2 separate regions of the Sus scrofa genome follow, and region 2 is linked to region 1. Evidence: chromatin contacts called from public HiChIP or PLAC-seq data. All regions are on one chromosome and are shown on one strand. Each heading gives the region's core, a stretch centred on a gene start, on an enhancer-like site or on the middle of the called end of the contact. The rest is flanking DNA. Distances are from core to core; before and after follow the strand shown.

Region 1 (4,483 bases), core at 221-2,720:
CACTAGCACGTAGCTAGTGCTTATAGTACTTGCTTGCTTGTGCTCTGGCCCTGACTCTGGACATTTCTACCAAAAAATGTGTCCCCTAGCCTCACTTCAATTTTGGAAAGCTCCTATTATTATTATTATTCTAACATATACTTCAATTTATTTTTAGTTCATTTCCAAGCAGGAAGATCTATTAACTTGATGAGGGGAGAAACATCAAAAAGAAACTCACAGTACATGCAAATAGAAATTAAAATACTCTTTGCTTTATTATAATTTCCACCCTAAAAACATGTGCATAATTCATGATGGGGGATAAGGGGAAAGCATTAGATGGAGGTCTGGGGACCAACTTTTTATTACTGACTAGTGCTGTGAAAGTAGAAGCTTTTTTCTAATGAGTTGAGAGCATGAGAGAGAAGCTCACTGAGGCGATGTCAGTTTGATCTTTCACCTTTACATCGGTGGAAACAGGGAGAACAGAAAAGAAATTTACCCTTTAAACTTTCTGAAATGACCGCACATTTAATGAACTAAAATGTCAAATATTTGAAACTTTTAAGAAATCTTGCTCTTTTGCTTAACACACAAGATCATGTTAAAAAAAAATGCTCAGTAGATATTCACATCCGTAACCTTATCTTGCTACAAGGAAAGGGGAAAAAAAAGGCACAGAACTCTTTGGGGGGTGCCCGGGCTGCTGTTTTATTCCACTTCCACCTTGGCCAAGGACGAGATACGCCTTCAGGAGGCGAGACCTTGACCCAGCCAAAGGGAAATGGCCACTGTGAGAGGGGGCCCTTCTTTTTCCTGGACACAAGCACAAACTTTAATGAATCCTCTCCCTCCACCACGCGCCCCAGACAGCGATGGGGAATCTGAATGCACCTGCTGCATCTCCCTTCATATCACGTTGCTGTTATGAAAAATAGTTTGCTATTTTGGAACCCCCTGGCAGCCAGAGTGAATCGCCGAGGGCCCCAAGCTCGTTTATCTTGTGTCAGAAGCAAAGCCAAATGAACGCCACTTCGCCCAGCACCTGAAGAATGGGAAGAAGCTTGGAGAGAGTAAAAATAACCAAGGGCTCAGCGAAACGGCACCGAGACAAGCGGTCTGTGCGGGTTAAGTAGGGCTTCTTGCAACCCTCTCTGACTTTTTAGAGCACAACACTTGAAGGCAGGAGAGCATTTCCTACAAAGTAGCAAACTTTGTGGGTCTAAGGTCGAGGGTGTAAGGGGTTGTTCCTGCCCAGTTTCATCCAGTTTCTGGAAGCTGGGACTCTACTGGGAGGAACGGGAACTCCCATTGGCATCTGAGCCATTCTTTCTGGGGTCTGCTGGGCTTGGACTAGGGGTGTGGAAACAGACATGGGGCGTTCCTAAGACTTGGGCAAGTCAATCCAGACAGCCAGCATCATGTTCCCTGCCCCTCCCCTCAAACCAGAGGATGGCTGAGGAGGAGATCATGAGACTGGGGCTGAAGTAAAAGATTTAAGTATGAAAGAGAGAGACACACGCACACACAGAAAGAGGGAGAGAGACGAGGAGGTGGAAAGGCTTATGGCAGAGACTAAGCTATTATTGGAGTTTTAAGGACCGATAGGATTGAGGCTGTGAAGAGAACAGTGAAGGTCAATCCCCAGTGGGTGTGGGGTGGGGGAATGAAAACAAATAGGTCATGAGGAAGAGCTTGTCCTTTGCTTATAAATGTTGCTCTCAGGAGCCACCATCAGATGCTTTGGTTTCAAAGCCTCCATACTCCAGTCTTGACTCTGCAAGTTACCACCTTAACAAACTTGAGTCTTCCTCATCTTCAAAATAAAAAGGAGGGATCTATCATCCCATCATATACAAGATAGTCAGAACAAGGATTACGATAGAAACATGAACCTGTCTAGCAAACACCGAACAGAATGTCTTAAATCAATGATGTTGAGTTGCGGAGGGACAGTAGCCCTGAGAGAAAGAGCCAACATCAGGATGGAAAGAAAGAATCAGAAAGGATGTCATGAACTACCTCTGGTCTGCCCAGGAACTACGAAAACTGAAGCCACAAGCATACAGACCTGACAGACTTTTAGCTTACCTTATAAGCAGTATATGGTTCTGAAATCATCCAGGAAAACAAACACTAAGAGCTTACAGGACCCAACACCATGAAACAGAAACAAAGTCTGAGAAAAAAATCAGAAATGATGTTGGGCTCATTAACACCAGAATTTAAGAGTTTTCCATAGATTCAGGTTCATGTTTCAGCACTCCTGGTGTCAGTCATTTACAGTAATTAAACAGTGAAATAACACTGAGATTATGTAGATTAGAAATAAATATGGGTCTTCGGTGAATGACCCGAATCTGTTGCAGTTGAGAGGTACCGGAAGACACTGAGATCTTAGGGCATGAAACCCCTCATCTGCTTTCAGAAAAATCTAGCCCAAGTCAGCAGAAACAGAAAGTTTACCATCTGTTTGTTGGCTTTTGACATGGTTATTTCAGTTCAGTTCCAAAAGGAAAGTTGTATCCAATATAATTATTTTTAGAGTATTTCAAAATTATCCTTATTGGGGGTAAATAAAACAAGGAAAAAGTTATTCAGCAAAATGTAGTCCGTTAGTTTCAAAGACCGTGTCCTATCTTTCCACAAGCAATACTATCTGGCAATGACAACAACCCTTGGATTAGGGGACCAATGACATGCAACAAGGCACCACAACTTTTTCAAATGCCCCAGACTGTCATTCCAACGGAAATGGGATGCCTAGGGCAGAATGTAGACAAGAAGTAGAATACTATGCTTGAAGCAGTCATTCAATCCCACTCATTCCAAGTTAGATGTGCTTAACCAGTTGGAAGTATTGTCACAATGGGAGAGTGTAGCTTTTTAAAGCAAAGTCAGGTAGCACAATTCAAAATGTCATGTGTATGCTCCAGGTGTTCAGATTACAGGTAGGCATTCACAGGAGGAATAAGTTCCAAACTCAGAAACTCCTCACAGTTCTGTAGACAACACCTTAAATGTGTCACCTGTGCCCCAAACAATCTGATTGCATAACTGGTCCGGGTCTTAACCAAAGGGTACCAATGCCCTTACTTTTCATGATTCTATAGAATAAATTCTTATTCTTTCAGAAGAGGCTAATATCCACTTCCATAAGTAGTCACCTAAGGGAAAGTTTGCCTACGGTGGTTGTTGGCAGAAGATGTCTCTGGGTATAGCCTGTTAATACAGATCTTCTGGGAACTCTCTGCAGGTGTTCTGTGAATGGATCTTTATAAAAGTGAAGTGCAGCTAACAATTCATAGATACTGACCTATGGCTACTCCTCCATTGTGGCACTTGGAGTTTCGTCTTACACAACCAACAGTTACCCTAAAGAAGAGTCGGTCATGGTAAATTTGTCTTCAATGATGAAGTACCTGAACTAGTTGAATACGTTGGTTTATCCTTGACTGTACTTGAACTTATGTTTCGGGTTTGCTTGAAAGGTTCTTTTGTACTCCAGCCTTTTGTTTTCAGAAGAAACGCAGAGGAATGCATGTGTAATTTTATCTTCACAAGTCTGTTACTACTGCTAGACATCAATCCTTATGACAATGTCTCTTCAGTCATTGGGTGTATTCCTTAGCTGTTCCCTGAATTCTTGTATGTCTTCAACATATTGCTACAATCTTTATACATGAAGATGAGTTGGTTGGGTATAAATTCCTTGGTTCACTGCTTATCTTCTTGAGTATCCTAAATATGTTTCTCCATTGTTTTCATATTGAAAAGCACTGCTTTTGAAAAGATGTAAGACAATCTGATTTTTCACCCTCTCTTGTGACTGACTCAGTATCATGGTTTGGATGGTCAAAGAGGCCTTTTCTTTTCATTTTTAGTAGTGAATTTGGCCAAAGTGGATTGATTTTCCCAGAAAAATAAATGTGGGGGTTTTTAGTGTATATTTTTTTATTTACCTTTTATATCAGGAAAGTTTATATGAATTAGAGTTTTTAATATTATTTACTTTCCATGCTTTGGTTTCTTTGGGGAGGGACTTCTATTATACTCATATTGGATCCTCACTGCCTATCTTCTGTACCACTTTCTTTCTTTTTCTTTTTTTTTTCATATTTTCTAGAGCTGCACCTGCGGCATATGGAGGTTCCCAGGCTAGGGGTCTAATTGGAGCTGTAGCCACCGGCCTATGCCACAGCCACAGCAATGTGAGATCTGAGCTGCATCTGCAACCTATGCCACAGCTCACGGCAACACCAGATCCTTAACCCACTGAGGAAGGCCAGGAATTGAACTTGCAACCTCATGGTTCCTAGTCAGATTTGTTAACCACTGAGCCACAATGGGAACTTCTGTACCACTTTCTTTCTAATCTATTTTATTTTTCAATTAAAAAAAAATTTATGGCCACATCTGTGGCATATGGAAGTTCCCAGGCCAAAGACTGAATCCAAGGCACAGCTATGACCCAAGCCACAACTATGGCAATGCTGGATCC
Region 2 (4,422 bases), core at 1,271-3,770, 540 kb before region 1:
ATTTGCAAAGTTAAGCCTCAGTGGAGAGAGCAAGCATGCGATTCCCACTCCCCAGTAAAGCTACCCCTGGAATAATAGCAAAAGTAGGTGATAATCATTGCCATCTACAGCAACTTACTTTGCAAGGAATCCATATTAAGGGCTTTAAACAGCTTCTCTCCTTCGGTCCCAACAAGAGCTCTCGTAGAAGTTGCTACCACGATCCCACTTGACAGAGAAGGAAATTGAGGCAGAGAGCAAATACATTAACTGCAAAAGACATGGTGATAGCAGTAAACTCATGATGTCATCCCACATCTCTCCGAGTTCAGTGTCCAAGTTTTTATCCTCTATTTAGGGCCAGAAGCCATGCCACAAATGGGGCACATGTACACCAGGACAATTTGAAGGAGGATTAGTGGATGCATCTATCTTACAGCATCAAGTGCTTAAACGTCTACTACATGTTGGGTAGTGAGCTGAGGCTTTTCATACATTACTTCTAAATTTCCAACAACTCTAAAAGGTGAGCTTTAATCCTCTCTTAACTAACAAACAAACAAAAAACCCTGAGTCCATGTGACTGAGTAACACTTCCCTAGGCAGTAGGCACAGGAAATTAAATTAGAAAGCCCACCCTGCCTGCTTGACCCCACTTGTCCAAGATCCCCTTACTAATTGGTTGCAAATTTATTACCATTATCCTCCTAATACAAAAGAAATACTAATGCTAATCCAGGACTGCTCTATGACTATAACCTTGAAGGGCTTATGGACCCTAAGTATCAGGAATGATGCCAACAATTCATTTAGACAGTGTCTTCAAATTCTCACGTAGAAGGTATTCACTTTTTTTAAAAGCGGTAACATAGAAACTTATTAATAGATCAATTTAAGAGCTGTAAGCAGCTTATTTCATTACCAGATCTTAGATGCAATTCTACCTTGTTCATCTAGTTTGTTTAACTCTTTCCCTGACATTTCATTCCATGGTGGCAGCATACATTCTCTCCCTCTCGAGCAATTATAATCCCACTCACAAAACCAAGCAGCATACGAAGACTTCAAGGGTCTCTTAACAGTAGCTCCGTTTCTCATACGTCAACTAGCTCATCTTCTACTGAGTCATCTACCCATTTTCAGAAGAGCCATGTAAAAAATGCCAAAGTCCAAATGTTGTTGTTGAATCCCTTCCAAATTCTTACAAGAAGGACAGGAAGGGGAAGCAGAGGTAGAGAAACACTTCAGTTAGCAAGCACTGGTTGAGAAAGCATTATGTATGGGTGTGCCCTGTCACTGGGACGGGAGGGCTACTTGAAAGATAACCTGGATCCACATCCTCAAAGAGCTGGCCGGGCGCTGGGGCTGGGAGATACCCAGACAACATTGACTGGCTTTTTGGGTTGCACAAGCTTCCCTCTTTCTGGCTAGGGAACTTCTGGATGGAGGTGCTGAGGAGCTCATGTTCTGAATCAGACTTGGCCTGAAACCTGGCTCTGGTGCTTTATTTACTGTGCAACTGCACGCCAGTTATCTAACCGCTTGAAGATTCAGTTTCCACATCTGCCAATGGAGACAACAGTATTTGTAACAGGGCAGAAAGAAGCCAGTATGTGACCAGCACGTAGTCAGGTCAAGGGCAGCACATAGCTGACTAGGAGGGAGCTGGCTGACCCCGGCCCATCGCAGGCAGCTCAGGAAGCCACTGGCTCCTGAGAGCTTCCCTCTCCTACTTCCCCAGGGCTGGGAACTCCTTCACCTGGTCCAACTTCCACATTCCTACCTCTGAACCCTGTGCAAACCTCCCTTGGTTCACCTCCATTCATCCTTCAGCCCAACTTGATCCTCCCTTCCCATCTCTCCCTGAAACTCCCACTCCGCCACAGGAAGGCTGAGTCACCCCAGATGCTGTCAAAGCAGCTAAGCTTTCCCATATCTCAGCAGCTGTCACTGGCCTTTGCGAGTCCCCATGTGCTTGTCTACACCCCCTACTAGACTGTATGAGACTGGAGGGCAGAACCACACGCTGGGCTCTCTCCCAAGCTCCTAGTTCAATAATGGACAGGAGCAGGTGCTCGGTAACCATTGCTTTTAGAAGATGAATGAATGAACACAAATAGCTACCATGTCTAAAACTGCATAAACCTGCCCTTAATAGAAAGTACATGGCTCCAATGTGGCATCAAATTCTGCTGTCCTGTCTTGTGCCCGGTGTCATTACATCTCTGGATAAGCAGAGATGGTTATGGTGTCACTTTGAGGGCCTTCTACCATGCCATCAGCTCCCCATCCTACTCACAGTGGGTCGAGTGTACGTTGCGAAGTTTGGCCAACTTTCAATTAATAAGTCTGCCGTTGATAGATAGGGGCGTTAATGCGGATGCAGTTCAAATGTTTATGCCAACATCAGGCGTAAACAAACATGGCAAGAATTCAGGTCAGTCCAACCATTAGTAACAGTATCTTCCTGCTCTTCCGTGAGCTGTTTCAGACTTTGGTTTCAGCCCCACCCCCAGCATAAAGAGCCTGGGATGGGACTGCAGCTTCTAGAATTACAACCATTTTGTCAACTTGTCATTTGCCTCACTGTCTGGCTGGTGCCTGTCCCTCTGGGTCCAGAGACGTTTTGCACAGGAAGAAAGCAATAAAGTGAACACAGAGGCAGCGAATTCTCCAATCTTCAAAGGACCTTGTTCTGTCCCCCACTACATACATATTTCTGGCAAGCACCATGGAGAGCCTCACATCTGTTACCTCCTGCATGGCTGGGAATCAAAGCAGTTACCCCCATGAGATGTTTTCTAAAGGCCCAAGGGCAATGGGCCATCTTATCCTCACTCCCTTGGTGAGCTTCCCTGACGACATGAAAATACCTGAAAAGGCTAACTTTGTCTGTTCCATATTGCCTTAAAAATAAGAATACTCCTAACCTTTAGGGGTTTATATTTGGAAAAAGGAAATGAACTAGATACAGCCTATAACAAAAAGGCAGGAGTGTGAGTCATTTTTCAAATTATTTACAAGTTCAGGACCAAAAAAATATATTTAAATATTTGTAGATACTAAATATTGAACTGATTCTGTTCAATAATTTCTCAGTGTATATACCTTTCTTAGCTATATTTTATTTTTTATTTTTTAATTTAAAAAAAAATTTTTTTGGTCTTTTTTGGCATTTCTTGGGCTGCTCCCATGGCATATAAAGGTTCCCAAGCTGGGGGTCGAATCAGAGCTGTAGCTGCAGGCCTACGCCAGAGCCACAGCAACATGAGATCCGAGCCATGTCTGCGACCTACACCACAGCTCACAGCAATGCTGAATCCTTAACCCACTGAGCGAGGCCAGGGATCGAACCCTCAACTTCATGGTTCCTAGTCGGATTCGTTAACCACTGCGCCACGATGGGAACTCCTATTTTATTTTTTAAAGGAAACTGAGTGGATACCATTGTAATTGCTAAAAACCTACCTGATTAGTAAGATAACCAGGATTTATAATCCATAATTACTTAGAATTAGCCCTGGGAATAGTAACTAATATTCTAGAAAATTGGGAGCCAGAAGACTCCTATTTAGATTTCAGCTGTACCATTTCCTCATCATTTCCACAACATGGGGATACTGCACAGTTCCATCAGAGATCTGCTGTGATGGTCACACATGAAAGAATTCTGTCAAGTGCTGTGCATCTCAGTAGTTACAGAGGTCTTTCCAGCTCCCCCTTGTGACTGAAGGGCCAAGGCCAAGAGGGTTCTCTTTCCAAAAAAGAGTTACACCCAGCTATTTTTTTAAATGCTAAAATAAAGCTCCACCAATTATTTCTCTAGGTTCATTTTGGCTGGGATGTTCTAGACACATGAGAGAAAAGCTTCAATACAAATTATTATGAAAAGACAAAAACAAAAACAAATTATTTCAAATAATTTGCTTAGTCAGTTGAATAATGAATCAAAAGAGTCAGAAAGTATCATCATTAGCAAGCTTAAAAAGCACCTGAATTCTTTTTTTTTGTATTTTGTATTTTTTATAGTTGATTTACAATGTTGTGTGAATTTCTGCTGTATAGCAAAGTGACCCAGTCATACATGTGTATACATTCTTTTTCTCTTATCATCCCCCATCATGTTCTATCCCAAGAGATGGAATGCAGTTCCCCGAATGCACCTGAATTCTAACCCAACCCATTTGGCCAGTGCGGAAAGGGAGGAGAGAAGGTGAGTAAGTGGCCCAAGGGGCCATGCAGAATCACAGACTCCTGACTCCTACAGTGCCCCATATCTTCAGTGCTCCCAGCTAAACAAAACCTTCCTTTTTAGCTTTCCACATGAAGCCAGCATCTCAGACCACAAAAGCACCCCTCTCAAAAAGGTGTGGAATTGCTGCAAAAGCTGAGGCTGGCAGTCGCGGGTGGCGCCTGACGGCTCACCATGGGATCCTTGCTCTG

The links. HiChIP or PLAC-seq counts read pairs in DNA pulled down with a chosen protein or histone mark.
Region 2: an H3K27ac HiChIP or PLAC-seq map of skeletal muscle shows a contact between it and region 1, with 4 times the contacts expected there. The contact joins two enhancer-like sites. A contact is called at or near these places in 2 of 47 Hi-C or Micro-C datasets (embryonic fibroblasts and skeletal muscle) and 1 of 2 datasets of contacts at active chromatin or transcription factors (skeletal muscle).

The regions. Positions count from the first base shown.
Region 1 is chr1:110,333,283-110,337,765 of Sscrofa11.1, reverse strand. No RefSeq gene overlaps it. Among named protein-coding and RNA genes, the nearest start is that of RORA, 380 kb to the left of the region's middle. Within about 2 kb of position 1,470, at least 2 of the 83 cell types and tissues checked have an H3K27ac peak or open chromatin away from gene starts, as enhancers often do. A contact at or near this core is called in skeletal muscle, where this site is marked.
Region 2 is chr1:110,870,884-110,875,305 of Sscrofa11.1, reverse strand. The region is part of intron 1 of RORA (nuclear receptor ROR-alpha); the gene reads right to left. Among named protein-coding and RNA genes, the nearest start is that of RORA, 150 kb to the right of the region's middle. Within about 2 kb of position 2,520, at least 1 of the 83 cell types and tissues checked has an H3K27ac peak or open chromatin away from gene starts, as enhancers often do. A contact at or near this core is called in skeletal muscle, where this site is marked.